Regions from separate parts of the Mus musculus genome. Here all the other regions are linked to region 4. Evidence: chromatin contacts called from public Hi-C and HiChIP or PLAC-seq data. All regions are on one chromosome and are shown on one strand. Each heading gives the region's core, a stretch centred on a gene start, on an enhancer-like site or on the middle of the called end of the contact. The rest is flanking DNA. Distances are from core to core; before and after follow the strand shown. Region 1 has its middle 49 kb from the start of Gm30159. Region 2 has its middle 18 kb from the start of Gm30159. Region 3 has its middle 69 kb from the start of Gm41335. Region 4 has its middle 120 kb from the start of 4930449C09Rik. Region 5 overlaps Gm30159 (a long non-coding RNA gene).

The links. A called contact is a pair of places that touch in the nucleus more often than the background predicts. HiChIP or PLAC-seq counts read pairs in DNA pulled down with a chosen protein or histone mark.
Region 1: a Hi-C map of the N1E-115 cell line shows a contact between it and region 4, with 6 times the contacts expected there. The contact joins two enhancer-like sites. A contact is called at or near these places in 1 of 15 datasets of contacts at CTCF or cohesin (pro-B cells), 2 of 484 Hi-C or Micro-C datasets (the N1E-115 cell line and adipose-derived mesenchymal stem cells) and 1 of 115 datasets of contacts at active chromatin or transcription factors (acute myeloid leukemia).
Region 2: a contact with region 4 is called in a Hi-C map of uterus, with 5 times the contacts expected there. The contact joins two enhancer-like sites. A contact is called at or near these places in 2 of 15 datasets of contacts at CTCF or cohesin (the NIH/3T3 cell line and large pre-B cells), 7 of 484 Hi-C or Micro-C datasets (nephron progenitors and uterus) and 1 of 115 datasets of contacts at active chromatin or transcription factors (bone marrow-derived macrophages).
Region 3: a contact with region 4 is called in an H3K27ac HiChIP or PLAC-seq map of T-cell acute lymphoblastic leukemia, with 4 times the contacts expected there. The contact joins two enhancer-like sites. A contact is called at or near these places in 2 of 15 datasets of contacts at CTCF or cohesin (large pre-B cells and pro-B cells), 2 of 484 Hi-C or Micro-C datasets (the G1E-ER4 cell line and Sertoli cells) and 4 of 115 datasets of contacts at active chromatin or transcription factors (the SCID.adh cell line, T-cell acute lymphoblastic leukemia, acute myeloid leukemia and 1 more).
Region 5: a Hi-C map of uterus shows a contact between it and region 4, with 2.6 times the contacts expected there. The contact joins two enhancer-like sites. A contact is called at or near these places in 4 of 484 Hi-C or Micro-C datasets (the N1E-115 cell line, embryonic fibroblasts and uterus) and 1 of 115 datasets of contacts at active chromatin or transcription factors (T-cell acute lymphoblastic leukemia).

The regions. Positions count from the first base shown.
Region 1 is chr15:63,192,708-63,195,407 of GRCm38.p6, reverse strand. No RefSeq gene overlaps it. Among named protein-coding and RNA genes, the nearest start is that of Gm30159, 49 kb to the right of the region's middle. RefSeq lists an enhancer at 620-1,471. Within about 2 kb of position 1,332, at least 20 of the 459 cell types and tissues checked have an H3K27ac peak or open chromatin away from gene starts, as enhancers often do. A contact at or near this core is called in the N1E-115 cell line, where this site is marked.
Region 2 is chr15:63,161,761-63,164,546 of GRCm38.p6, reverse strand. No RefSeq gene overlaps it. Among named protein-coding and RNA genes, the nearest start is that of Gm30159, 18 kb to the right of the region's middle. Within about 2 kb of position 1,501, at least 37 of the 459 cell types and tissues checked have an H3K27ac peak or open chromatin away from gene starts, as enhancers often do. A contact at or near this core is called in uterus, where this site is marked.
Region 3 is chr15:63,286,617-63,289,499 of GRCm38.p6, reverse strand. No RefSeq gene overlaps it. Among named protein-coding and RNA genes, the nearest start is that of Gm41335, 69 kb to the left of the region's middle. Within about 2 kb of position 1,444, at least 11 of the 459 cell types and tissues checked have an H3K27ac peak or open chromatin away from gene starts, as enhancers often do. A contact at or near this core is called in the G1E-ER4 cell line, the SCID.adh cell line and T-cell acute lymphoblastic leukemia, where this site is marked.
Region 4 is chr15:63,600,418-63,603,117 of GRCm38.p6, reverse strand. No RefSeq gene overlaps it. Among named protein-coding and RNA genes, the nearest start is that of 4930449C09Rik, 120 kb to the left of the region's middle. Within about 2 kb of position 1,372, at least 38 of the 459 cell types and tissues checked have an H3K27ac peak or open chromatin away from gene starts, as enhancers often do. A contact at or near this core is called in the G1E-ER4 cell line, the N1E-115 cell line, the SCID.adh cell line and 2 more, where this site is marked.
Region 5 is chr15:63,120,188-63,122,887 of GRCm38.p6, reverse strand. All of the region lies in intron 3 of Gm30159 (a long non-coding RNA gene), which reads left to right. Among named protein-coding and RNA genes, the nearest start is that of Gm30159, 24 kb to the left of the region's middle. Within about 2 kb of position 1,442, at least 3 of the 459 cell types and tissues checked have an H3K27ac peak or open chromatin away from gene starts, as enhancers often do. A contact at or near this core is called in uterus, where this site is marked.

The sequences.
Region 1 (2,700 bases), core at 83-2,582, 410 kb after region 4:
AGTGTATTGCTAACTAATGGATGCATTGTAAGGTTACGTAATAGACAGAAAAAAATGAAAAAACCAGAATTGTACAGTAGTAGATACTGCTATTTTAAGTTGAAATTCCAGAACTTGCCACTTAGCTGAATGAAGGGTGAGGCCTCCACAGACAAGAGGCTTTTGCAGAAGTCTTGGCAGGCAGTACCGAGCCTGGCTCCAGTTCTTCACCTTCTGCACTTTTAGGGTGCCACATGCCTCTCTCACTTCATTTAATCTAGTGTGTGAGCATTTTGGCTTGGTGTTTTAACATTTTGTGGCAGAAATAGAGCCATGTTGATATTTGAAATCCTATAATCCTAGGACTGGGAAATGCCTACCAGATTGTAGTTGAAGCATTTCATAGCAATGAATTCAAGATCTCTCACAGAAACCACACAGGTATAGCTTGTTTCTTTCACCATTTTGGAGACAAAGAAGCAGAAATACAGAAAGATTAAGTAATTTGCATCTGCTCACACAGATAGGATCTTGCAGAACCACTGTCTTAAGTTGTGGGTGGATGGATGGATAGATGGGCAAATGGATGGGTGGACAGGTGTGTAGATGGATGAGATGGCAAGATTCAGCCTCACAGAGCTACCAAATGGCTTCTGTATTTTCAGAGAAATAAACTTCTAGGAGAATGGATTCTAATCAAAACATGTACATGCCATAGTAGATGAGTTAGGATGAAAGGAATGAGTGAGCTAGTCCAGGAGAAAGAATAGCAACTGCACAGAATAGCAGTTTGCTTGTCCAGGTACCAGCCTCCCCCCCCCCCCCGACCCCCCTACTTGAAAGCTGTCCATGCTTATTGGAAGCTGGAGGGCAAGAGAAACCAGATCCAAGAAACCCTTTCCTCTCAGGAGAGGCTGACAAGTTGTGCTTTAATCTAATTAATACATTCAGGAAATGGGCTGAGAGGAATGTGATTATTTAATTGTTCTGTTCAAAGGGTAAAAAAGCAGGCTATTAGTCTGAGGTCTTGACTCCAAGGTTCACTTTAGGTTGTTACCAAGGGGAAGGTTCAGGAACAAGAGTGGCTGATTGATTCTTTCCCTGCTGTTACCCTCATTAATTTACAAAGGTTCATTGTTGTGGTGCTAACTCACAGAGTCTGGAATGAAATGTAAAACAGATTTGAACTGATAAGAATTGTTTTGTATCTGCTATCCAGTAGTGTTTCTTCCCTCTGAGTTCCCTTCTAAAGATTTTCAGGTACATGAATTTCCAGTCTGATTATAATGAACTCATTTTCCACATGACAAAAATTATGTCTAATGATTAAACAGCAAGCAGGAAGTAGACTCTTGACATTTGACATTTCATTTCCAGTCCAGCATAAACTTGGCTGCCTCCGGACTTTCCCTATGGCTAGAGTAAAAAGAGTCAGGTCAAGTTTCCCTTCTGGGAAACAGGGAAAATAAGATGCAAATCTGAGCATCTTACCCAAAACAAACCTCATTCACATAGTGGTAATAGTGTGTGTGTGTGTGTCTGCCTGTCTGCCTGTCTGTCTGTGTACATGCATGTGTCTATGTGTATATGTGTCTGTATGTTTGTGTGTGTGTGTCTGTATATGTGTCTGTGTGTATGTCTGGGTCTGTATGTCTGTGTGTGTGTGTCTGTCTCTGTATCTGTGTATTTGTCTGTGTGTGTGTGTGTGTGTGTGTGTGTGACTGTGTGTGTGTCTGTGTGAGTGTCGGTATGTCTGAATGTGTATATGTATATATGTGTGTCTGTGTGTGTTTGTGTGTATGTGTCTCTGTCTGTGTAGGTGTGTGTGTGTTTGTTTGTTTGTGTATGTATATCTATTTCTGTGTCTATGTGTCTGTATGTCTGTGTGTGTATCTGGGTGTCTGTGTCTGGGTGTCTATGTCTCTCTGTGTGTCTGTATCTGTGTGTCTTTGTGTCTGTGTGTTTGTTTATGCATCTGTGTCTGTATGTCTGTGTCTGTGTCCATGACTTTATAGGTGTGGTGCAGAAACCAACACTGAGTCTCTTCCTTGATCACTTTCTATCTTATTTATTATTATTTTTTGTGATATGTCTTCCATAGAAGTAGACTTCTCTGTGATGCCAGCACACGGCTTCTGGTTTCTCATTAAGTGGATATTTGCCAGATTCCTTTCTTACCTTTAACTTGTCTTCAGTTTGATGAATCTTCTCTGGCTCCCTTGAGCAAAGTACTCAACAACTAATTGTGATGTCTCAGCTCCTCCATTAATGCCCACCACATTTTATCATAATTGCTTAACTAAGTGCATATTTTATGTAATTATCTGTATGTTCTTCATTGGGTTGTGAGCTTCTGAATGCAGGTGAGTCAATCACATCTTAAGGAATCTAAAACAAATTGCTACTGTGTTATAGAAATCATTTAATCTCAAATGGAGTTTTCTATCCAGCCTTTGATCACTTAATTCCCAGATAAAAGATACACAGTCTTTATATTTACTTATAAGCCTTAATCAGCACTTGATTTGGGTAGGTATCTACCTTGAAATCTATTAGAATCTATTTCTCCATCAATAATCCCAAATTATAATTTGCCACGTTCTCTCTGAGCAGCTCTTAACTCAAAGCCAGCCCTCATGGCCATGTATTCATAACTCATCTAACCCATGGAGTCTCTCCTTTCTCTACCTTCCTCTCTCCCCTCTCATGATCTCCTTTGAC
Region 2 (2,786 bases), core at 252-2,751, 440 kb after region 4:
CTTCTAGCATCTGCACATTTTCCCTTCAGGTCACTGTTGGATGTGCAAAAGAGATGAGGGGACATAAGAGGGGGAAGTGGGGCTGGAGCTTGTGGCAAACACCCTGGACTTGTCTGGTGTGGGATGCATGTCCCACCTCCTCCATCCTTCTACTCAAGCCTCCTCCATGGCTCTCCCCTCCTCCCCCATGGCATCAAATCCTCCCCTTTCTGAGCCAGACAATAGTTCTTTCTGGAACATCTTCCTTGGAAGGATAACAACAGTGTTTTTGCTGCTGGTGTCATCATGTGATCAAAGCATAGCTCAGGAAATGGGGTCCTCTGAAAACTGTTTATCTAAAATCTCTTGTTTCACCATTTGGAGTGTTTTAAGAGAACGGTCTGCACCTTCTCTCCCGAGGGCAAAGATTTCAGTTACCTGTGTACTAAGAGGCAAACAGAGGCCACACATACTTGTGCAGTAAAAGAAAATACCCCCCATGTAGAATGACCCCTGCCTGCCTTTGTGCCCCCCCCAACCACCACCACCCCCAACCCCAGCTGCTCTGGAGGACATGAGGAAATCCTGATCTAGTTTTTCACAGGAAGTCTGAGTGATTCTAGGCAGGGAAGATTTAAAGACAAAAAGCTCTAATTCCAGACTTAGGTGGGAGTGTTTTTATTACTGACAAAAACCAGAGTTCCCTTTCTGGGTTATTCAGATGAACTCAGAGTAAATATTTATCCTTTCAGCTAATAGGTCTGTTTCGAGGAGTTCGGTACTCCCAGACAACCAGGCTGATGGATCGTTTCTTGATTCCCCACTTGGAGGAGGACTGGGCAAAACTACTTGGCACAAAGAGCCCTTTTCCTGTGGCCTGCCTGTTTCTGTGTATGAGGTATAACACCCTTCTTTGTGCCAGAACAGGGTGGGTGTGAGGGAAGGCCTTGCTAGGACCTCCCAGCTCCACCATTCTGAAATGATTTAATGGTCATATCGTCAGTGTTCCCAGAGCAAACAGCCACCCACCTCTGAAGAGGAGAAAGATGGATGGCTACATCAGCAGCCCCCACCCTTCTCTTGTGTTTCAAAGCGGGACTTTGTTCACTGCAATTTGCACAGAGTGCAGAATTCATGCCATGGGCACTCCCAATGTACAGAGTACACAGGCACACACACACACACACACAGACGAGGATTTACATACATGAATAAATGCAAAGGTTACATATGGACATAATGCAGGGAGAGTTTTGAGGAGAGGGACTCCTCATTTATTCATCTTTGTATTCTCACATTGCCTAGCAATGCCTGGCACAGAGAAGATGATTAATACATAGTTTTTGAATGAATACATGAATAATTATAATTGCAACCATTTAGTTAGCACTTAGCAAGTGCCAGGCAAGAAGAAATGTGCTTCATAAACCATTCTCTTCTTTAACCCTCGCCAAGAGCCAGTGAGTGAGGTGCTCATACTCTCCTAGTTGCACAGATGTGAAGAGAGAAGGTTTTAGGCAAAGCATTTCGCTGAAGATGACAGCCTGGCTTGTGGTAGCAAAAGACATGTGACTCCAGAGCTGATGCTCATCCTTTCTGGAGCAAAGCTAAAAATACTTGTATAGCTGTCACATGTAGAGAGCAGCAGTGTCATTGCTGAGGCTCAAAACCTTATCTGTAAGCCTTGAGCATAAAGTGTCTTTGCTCTGCAACCCCAGTTATCTGGAGCTCAAGGATGCTCTGTCCTCAGAGTAAGGATGATGGGTCTCTGATGGATAGCAATAAGAACCTTTGTTTTGCACTTTTTGAGAAATACAGACATATCTGAAAGAGAGAATTGATCCCTCCCTTTCCCCCTCCTTCCCTATCCTCTTCCCCTCTCCCTCTTTCCCTCTCTCCTTTTTTTTTATTGGATATTTTATTTATTTGCATTTCAAAGGTTATTCACTTTCCCAGTTTCCCCTCCAGAAACCCCTTATCCCATCCTCCCTCCCCCTGCTTCTATGAAGGTGCTTCCCCACCCACCCACTCCTGCCTCCCTGCCATGGCATACACTGGGGCATCAAACTTTCACAGGACCAAGGGTCTCTCCTCCCCTTGATGTCTAACAAGGCCATCCTCTGCTACATATGCAGCTGGAGCCATGGGTTCCTCCATGTGTACTCTTTGGTTGGTGGTTTAGTCCCTGGGAGCTCTGGGGATGGGGGTGGGGGGAGTCTGGTAGGTTGATATTATTGCTCTTCCTATGGGGTTGCAAACTCCTTCAGTTCCTTCAGTTCTTTCTCTAACTCCTTCCTTGGGAATCCCATGCTCAGTCCAATGGTTGTCTGTGCGCATCTGCTTCTGTATTTGTCCGGCTCTGGTAGAGCTTCTCAGGAGACAGCTATGTCAGGCTCCTGTCATCAAGCACTTCTTGGCATCTGCAACAGTGTTTCAGTTTGGTGTTTGTATATGGGATGGATGCCCAGGTTGGGGAGTCTCCGGATGGCTTTCCTTTAATCTCTGCTCCAAACTTTGTCTCCATATTTGCTCCTATGAGTATTTTGTTACCCCTTCTAAGAAGGATTGAAGCTTCCACACTTTGGTCTTCCTTCTTCTTGAGCTTCATGTAGTCTGTGAATTATATCTTGGGTATTCTGAGATTTTGGGGTAATATCCATTTATTCAGTGAGTGCATACCATGTGTGTTCTTTTGTAACTTAGTTACCTCACTCAGGATGATATCTTCTAATTCCATCCATGTGCCTAAGAATTTCATAAATTCATTGTTTTTAATAGCTCTGTAGTACTCCATTGTGTAAATGTAC
Region 3 (2,883 bases), core at 195-2,694, 310 kb after region 4:
TGTAAGTAAGACACTGATATCAAAATAATGAGCAGGCCTATTTTAAATGACCTCACCAAATTATGTATATTTTTTTTGCCACAATCTGCTGCTTTTCCCATATATTTCTCTTAACTATCATTTTTAACTTCAAATAATAGGTACAAGTCACATTATGTGCATAAGAAAGGTGAGATTCAGTTACAGTAGAAAAAATAAGCTGTAGCTTTTAGGCTTGTGTCCCCAATGGTTCTGGGTTTCTCCCTACAGTGTTTTTTTTTTAATTATTATTAAATGTTTCTATTATTTTTTCACACATTTCTGCCTATTAAATATTAATAGTATTGTATGAGATAGGAACTTATGATCCTGATTACTTTTTCTTAAATTAAAGTGTATCAAAGATTCAAATCATGAAATGTGATTAGGTACCATGTACAAGGAACCTAGAGAGGTGATGTCTGTTGGGAATGGAGGTAGACATACTTTGGGGAACTTGAGCACTGTTTTGTAAGTGTGAGCAGTACAACAATCATGGTAAGCTAGTAGCTGCTCATACTATAATCTTCTCCTTGGAAATAAAATCTGCTTCTTCCCAAGAACATACAGCTTCCCCTTTCAACCTTCAGCTGTGTAATTGATGATAGAAATAATTACCAAAGGATTTTGAAGCAGCCAACACTCATAGAAATATCTTTACTAAAAGGAATTCCATTGTAATCCATGTTATACCCAGTCCCTGAGTGATTGTGATGGCAATTACTGCCACCTGCCCTGTCTTGTCTCAGTTACAGCACCCCAGAGAGTGTTGCACTTAAGGCTCTGTCAAAAATGTCAGCTTTCCTTCTGAGGACAGATGCACTAACTTCACTTGAAGACTACTGGGGCTAGGTCCCATGTGCAAAGCAACATTAAATCTTCCAGTGGGCTAAGCAAGGGCTGCCACTTTAGCACTCTCTGCAGCTTACACAGGGAGGGTGAGTGTTCCCCTTGAAAAAGAATGTGCCAGATGCTGTACCAGATGTTGGAGATAGGTTATTTTATTTAATCCTCTACACCTGAAAGCTTATTTATCATCATTCCCAATTTACACATGGGAATATCAAGGCTCCAGGTTACTTTATGTGGGCAAACAAGGATTCTATCAGTTTTTCTCACCAAAACATTAGCTCGTCATGCTTCTCTTTTGTAAACAACATAGGTTTGCTTATGTTTATTTTGAATTACTTATTGGAAGCAATAGGTTTCTTTGTATAATCTTGGATATGTTTGTTTACCCTCCACTCTCATGTTCTATCAGAAACAGACCATCAGAGGAACTAACTGGGAGCATGGGCCACTCTGGTTTTTGTTTGTTTGTTTTACAAGGGAACTAGTAAAAGCACCTTTGGCATGAGAACATGCCTCACTGCAGAAGGACAGCAACAGGGAAGTACCTAAAATCAAAAAGGAGTTGGCCATATCTGTAAGTTTTAATCAGAAGTACAGTTGAAAAGGGACTGTTGCCATTCTGTTTTCAAACAAGGGATGCACACGGTTTCAAGTTACTTTTGTGAGCATGTTTGCAAACCCAATAGATTAGGAAACATATACATCCATGTGCAAACTCTGAACCCGGCCTCAAAGTCAGAGCTTTCAGATCTCCAGTTCTTCTTTCTGTGTATCTTCACACTTCCATTGTTTTCCTTTATTTTCTTCAGTGATGTTCAAAAGGTTTTGATGAGCAGATAATATCTTATTATGGTAAGTAATGGGTCACAGAGTATTACTTCAGTGTATATAAAGTAAACCATGATCAAACATGGCAAATAATGTTCCCACATTCTGATTTGTCATGGTTGGTGGCAATTGTCAACTCAACATGATCCTCTGGTTGATGGGCCTTTGGACACATATGTTGAGGATTATCTCTATTATGTTAACCAAGATGGGATGAGCTATCTGTTATGGGCAGCACCATTGTCTGTCTAGATTCATGGATTGCCTAAATGAAAAACCCACAACTGAGTAGCAGCATGAATTGTCTCTCCCTGCTTCTTGATTATATATATCATGTGGCCAGCTACTTCAAACTCTTGCTAGCTCTTTTGTCAGGTGGGTAGATTACTACTGTTGGCTCAGTGATATAGCAGTCTCTTTACTTTGTGGTTTGTTTCCTTTCTAAGCAGAAATTTCTGCTTGATTTAACCCCATCTGTTTTGTTTCTAGTTTTTGAGGTCTTATCCAGTACATTATCATCTATATCAATGTCTTGATGTATTTGTAGACTGTTTTCTTCTAGTAGTTCATATAGCTACACTTAAACCTTTGTTTTTTTTAAATATATTTTTAATATTGAATTTATTTTATAACTTGAAATATGAGGCTCAGGTTTCAATGTTCTGTATGAGTGTGTATAATTTTCTCAGTGTAGTTATTGAAGCAGCTGTCTTTTCCAATGTACATTTGGTTCCCTGACAAGAAAAAGTTGGTTGTAGTTGCACGGTTCTTTTTCTGGATATTCTATGCAGTCCACTGATCTTTGTGTTTACTTTTGTGTGAACTACATACTGTTTGATTATGGACTATATACTATATTGATATGTTAATTCAAGGGGATATATATGTATATATATATATACACACTAAGTTTGGGAATGTGATGTGTAAGAGGCTAAGAAGCAGTAGGGGCAAACTAGAATAGATATGATCAAAATACCTTATATAGATGTATAAAATTTACAGAGAATAAATAAGATATTACATTTTTAAAAGAATCCATCAAAATATTATTTGGTATTTTGGTAGGGTTTGCATTGAATTTGTAGATGACTTTGGATTGTTTGGATGATTTTAAAATCATTTTCCAATTTATCAAAAGAGCAGTTATCTGCATTGCTTTGTGTCCTCCTTAAATATCTTCCA
Region 4 (2,700 bases), core at 123-2,622:
AAATTGACTGGCAGATTGATGAAACATTTGACCCTTTGATTTATCCAAAATTTCAACCCAAATCTACTATCTTGATTCTTGGCTCTAGAAAATGTGGGAGATTATGAGATAGATAGAATTTTTCGCTGGCCTCCAGAAGCAGAAAGTCCATGTGTATAGATAGGTTTTTTTTTTTTATATCAAAACTTAACAAAATTTAAAAAAAGATGGAAAAGAATACATTGAGTGAGGGAAGCTCTAAGAAAAGGGTACCAAAGGTGCAGTGACCACACAGAGAATGAGTAGAAAGGCAACTGCAAATTCACTTTCAGTTTGTTATTACTTAATCCTCAATGTCTACTCAGGGGTGCCATTTTGGGGCATTTCTCATAGTCTCCTAACTATGTAAGATGCATGAGGACAGTGGCTGTGAATATCATGGCATCACTGTCTCCTTGATGCCTAACCACAGCTCATTCAGAATTCACACTTGCTAACTGACTGTGCATACAAGTGTAAACTAACTGTGAATGCAATGGTAAGTGATAGCATGAATATGGACAGGCTATACATTGGTGAAATGTTTAGGATTCTGGCCTACAGACTTGCTTCTGGAAAAGAGATTTTCTTTTTTAGTTTAAATGCCCTGAATTGTATGTAGCCACATTGGCACCTTTCAAAAGGTAAAGGATTCTTAGACTGTAAGCGTATATACAGTCAGAAAAACTTTCTCCAGCCTCACTGGATTTATAGGGTGAGAAGAGTTATGTGAATCTAGGCCAGAGGCCAAAGTTCCTCATTTCTTCCATCACTGGCAAATTAGGGCCTCAACAAGATATGAATACGTCTGACTTATAAAAATCTGCCCTTGAAATACCAACAGCCCAGAGTCTCTGCTTGCTCTGTTTTCTTCCCACAAGGTCCATGGCATCTGGCTGCTTCAGGCACAGGTCAGTCTCTTGATACAGGTACTTCCAGTATTACTCCACAAAGTCTGTCTCTGCTACTTTCTAGCTGTGTGGCCTCAGCTGGCTGGCGTTACCCTTTAGTGACAAGATGAAGCAGTGAGGACTTCTGATGTCCACCTCAGCTTGAGTGTCAAGAAAACTGAGATCTAATTCAGAGAGAAACCTTAGCTGGCATTGTGATTTATTAGTGGACACATCTGCGAGAGGAAATTTCTCCATCCTTCTAGAAAGCGAGTCTCATTTTCACGTTAGAGCACCAAGGGCAGAGGCTGTATTTTTCTCTGCCCCTATGATGCTTGGACAGTCAAACCCTCAACGAATGTCCTTTAGAGAGGGAGCTTTGTCTGTCTTAAGGTGCCAAGGTCTTGTCTACCGAAGACCCTGTAGGGACTGTCTGTCCCCTGGTGTCCTCTAGATGGCAAGCTCAGTCCAACTTTGGAGTAGTCAGTGCCTCAGGCTGGGCAATACCCTGTCACAGAGTCCTTTATTGGGAATCCAGTTTCATCCAACGCACAATCTTCAGAATGGCTTCAAGGCTCTGCAAATTTTAGGTATGCAGGTTGGATTCCTTCCTTTGCAGGGAGATGATGGGTGTGGCTCTATAAATCTCCCACCTCCCTGATAGAGATATCTGGTAAGAGACAGATTGGATGAAAGACATTGATGACAGCCTCATATGGACTTTCTCAGTTAAATCTCACCACAGCCTACAAAATAACTGGTGGAACTATTTTTCCTCTAGCAGTCACATTCATGTACGTGATCAAACAGCTATTTCTGCACAGCTGGCTTGCTATGCCACACTCACAAAGGTGTAAGTCTCTTGCCCCAGACAATTTCTGTCTTCTTAGTGTTTTACTCAAGAAGAGCAAAGGTCAAAAAAAAAAAAATCAAGGGGGACTATGATCATCTTAATTAATTTTTTTTAACATGTGAGATAATATGGAGGGGATAGTCAGCTTGAGTCAGTGGGGCTGCACTAGTCTGAGCAGTGAGGACCAGAGCCTGAAAGTTTTAACAGAATGGGGTTTTATGTGTCAATGGAATTCTGTCTCAGCTTCCAGAGAGTCTGGTTCACAAGACACAGTCCACGGCAGACATTATAGATGCTTTCTGGCTTGCGAAATGCTTGTCTGCAATTTCTCCAGAAGCAGACTACTACTCTCTTTCTCTCTCCCACATAGTTGAGAGTTGGCTCGTCCTTTCTGGAGAAAAGTAACTGGGGAAACCCATCAATCTTATATTTATACCATTCAATATACATTCATATCCATTTAGATCTATTTAACCTTAATTTCTCTTAAAATATTCCTTATACCCTTTTACATATTTTAAATCCATTCTGACAATGTGCATCTTCAGAACATTAGTTTACAATATATATCTTACTTTCTTTTTGTTTCAGTCTATGCTTTTCCTTGATATTTTATCTAATTCTTTCTTTTGCTTCAAGGATTCTGGAATTCTGAGCTCAGGTCCTCCTGTATATGCAGCAAGCATTTTACTCATTGAGCCATTTCTCCAGCCCTTCTATTTGAAAATTGTATTACTTTTTTCTCTTATGAAATTGTTTATTTTGTTATACATTTTATTTTATGTATGGAATAAAGATACCAATGCTTGGGCCATTTGATAAGCAGGATTTGTAAATTGTTCCCTAAAATTTCTTCTACATATCCATCAAATATATATTCTATGTATAAACCCTCCCTCGTAGTGTAAGCTCTAGTTGTATTGGGGATACCACCCTATA
Region 5 (2,700 bases), core at 193-2,692, 480 kb after region 4:
CTTTGTTATTTTGTCATGGTAATTAATACAGGTTCAACCCAGCATGTGTGCAATGTTTATAACGGCATGAGCATATTCTTCCTGTTCATCTTTGGCATTAACTGGATGATCTTCCACCCATTCATGTCTGCTTTCAACTTGACTATGGCCCAAGTTTGTTATAGTTGCTGAGACTTCACTTATTTTCCCTGTCTAATAACTTAACTTGATGCAGGATGTCTTCTATTTTCCTTGAGGGCAGAATATATACAAACAGTGATCTCTTCTTTCTATAAGAATCATATTTATTGGCATGACTGGGTTATTATAATAAAACTCCAATAATCTAAAGCATAGTTTCATGAAATGTTTATAAATAGCTATTAAATGTAAACACTGTACTAATTGCTGAAATCATAGTCCTTAAACACATGTATTCATTTTCCCACTTCAGATCTCTCAGACAATCGGAGCCAATTAAAAACCTAAACCAAATTAGGAGCTTTCAAGTGACAGAGATTTGCATGTGACTTGCCCTCCACATCATAAACACTTTTCAGGCTCTAAATATGTGCAGTCTGTGCAAGTATGGTGACCATAGCATCTCTGAGCCCTAATTTCATTTATAAAGCAAATACAAATCTAACTATCCCTAAAGTCATTTGGATTAAGTTATAGTTTCTATGAAGTTCTTGGCTGTTATCAAATCCTCAACAAACAACCCCTTTTTGAATTTCCACTCCCCAACACTTGGCCTACTCATCCTAGCTTCCTGAGTTTCAGTTACATCAGAAAATGAGAGGAGCTCATAAATGAGGAAAACCTCTACACTTTTATCTCATCTGATTTTTACCTATCAAGAATAATTCATAGTTCTACTAATCCATGTTTTTCTAAAGTGAACCCAAAGTTCTTGTATAAATCAACCCTAACCAAAAGCAAAACAGAATAAACAAAGAGAGAAGAACAAAAACAGAACAAAACAAAAGTATAGATTCCCTCCTGATTACAAAGATCCCATGCTCCAAGCTCATCACTGTCTGGGTCACTGTGATTCCTGTTACTAAGGCTACAGAGTCTGTTTACAAGAGGAGCACATCTTTAGCGATTTTAAAAAATAAAATGTAGGGACAGACTGTACTTCACTGAGGGGAGAAAAAACCCACAAGTGCATCTGGGAAGGCTTCGTCTGACAGACCCTTTAATTTCAATAACAGTATCATCTGGAAGTGCAGCAAAAGGGGACTTAATTTCATATTTGGCTTGAAGATGAAAATCTCCACTTTCTTTCATTTGCTAAGAATCCCAGTGCAGCAAAGTATATTTGTAAGAAGAGCCAAGAAGACACAAGGGGTTCTTTTTTTTTTTTTTTTTTCCTCTTGAGTCTTCTGTAGATTTGGATTCATGGGAGTGCAGGAAGGGAAGAACACTTACCAGAGAGCTCTTAGAAACACCCAGATGTGCCTGTAGGAATTCCTGGTCTTGGAGTAATGGGATAGTGAGGCTTGTCCACATGAATAGAGGTTAGATCTAGAATGAGATCCAAGGTTAAAGGTTTATATCAGTGATACAATTATTTGGCACAGATAGCGAACAACAACAAACAAGCTGGAAATCAAAGTCGCTACCCCATGTGGACAGATCTCCTTTCCCATAAGAGTGGGAAGTATTGCTTCACACACTGTCAGGGGGTCTATATCGCCAGGGAAGCAAACTCAACTTCTGCCTTTTCCCTCCCACCCAAGAACTTACGTCTGCTTTTAGTTTATGAGTTAAACGACTTTTTACTTTCCACCTGGTCATCATGGGCTGCTCATATCTGGTTACATCATCTCCATATAGACAGAAGTACTGGAAAGTATGCAAAGAGAAAAAATGAGGCTTTACAAAACATGGCATATAGAAAAACTATAATTTGTGTGAAGGAATATTGCTCATCTAGAACCAGGAAACTTGAAGAAAGCAACATTAAGTAAACAGAAACTACAGGAGTTTGTCCCCAGAAAACCTGTATTATAGAAAGAATGAAAATATTTCTGCCAGAGGAGAAGAATACAGATAGAAATTTGCATCTTCAAGATGGAATGAAGGGTTAGTTGAAGTAGCAAAGATTTGAGTTAAAAATATAGTTTCCTCCAAAATATTTGATTTACTAATGACTATTTAAGGCAAATTTATACCATGGTATAAAAATGGTAATGACCAGTACAAAAATCCAAAGGCAATGGGAAGTAGGAGTAGGTGGTTATAAGATCTCTATGTAATGAACGTAATGAACAAGTGGAAGTGGGCCTTACATTCTTTTTCCCACTCTTAGGGCTCTTTTCCTTTTGTTGGGTTGCTTTGTCTTGCACTTACAAAAGAAAGTTCATTCCCAGATTTATACTCCCAACTTAATAACAGCCTAAATTATTTTCCAAAGCAAGTTATAGACAGCAAAAACTGTCTTCTGACTTAACTACATCATCCTCAAGTCACAAATTCTGATCATTTTATTTATCCAGCTGATGCCAAATACTGATCATGAGATGCAGAACTGTGAATGAGAATTTGAGGTTTACATCTTCTTGTTTTAGAGACATGCTCTCTCATTAAACTTGAAGGTCTCTACTTGGTTAGACGGGCTGACCAGTATGCCACAGGGGTTTTCCTGTCTCTACCTTCCAAGCATTGGAATTAGATGCACACACAGCCACATACAACTTTTATTGTTATATGGGT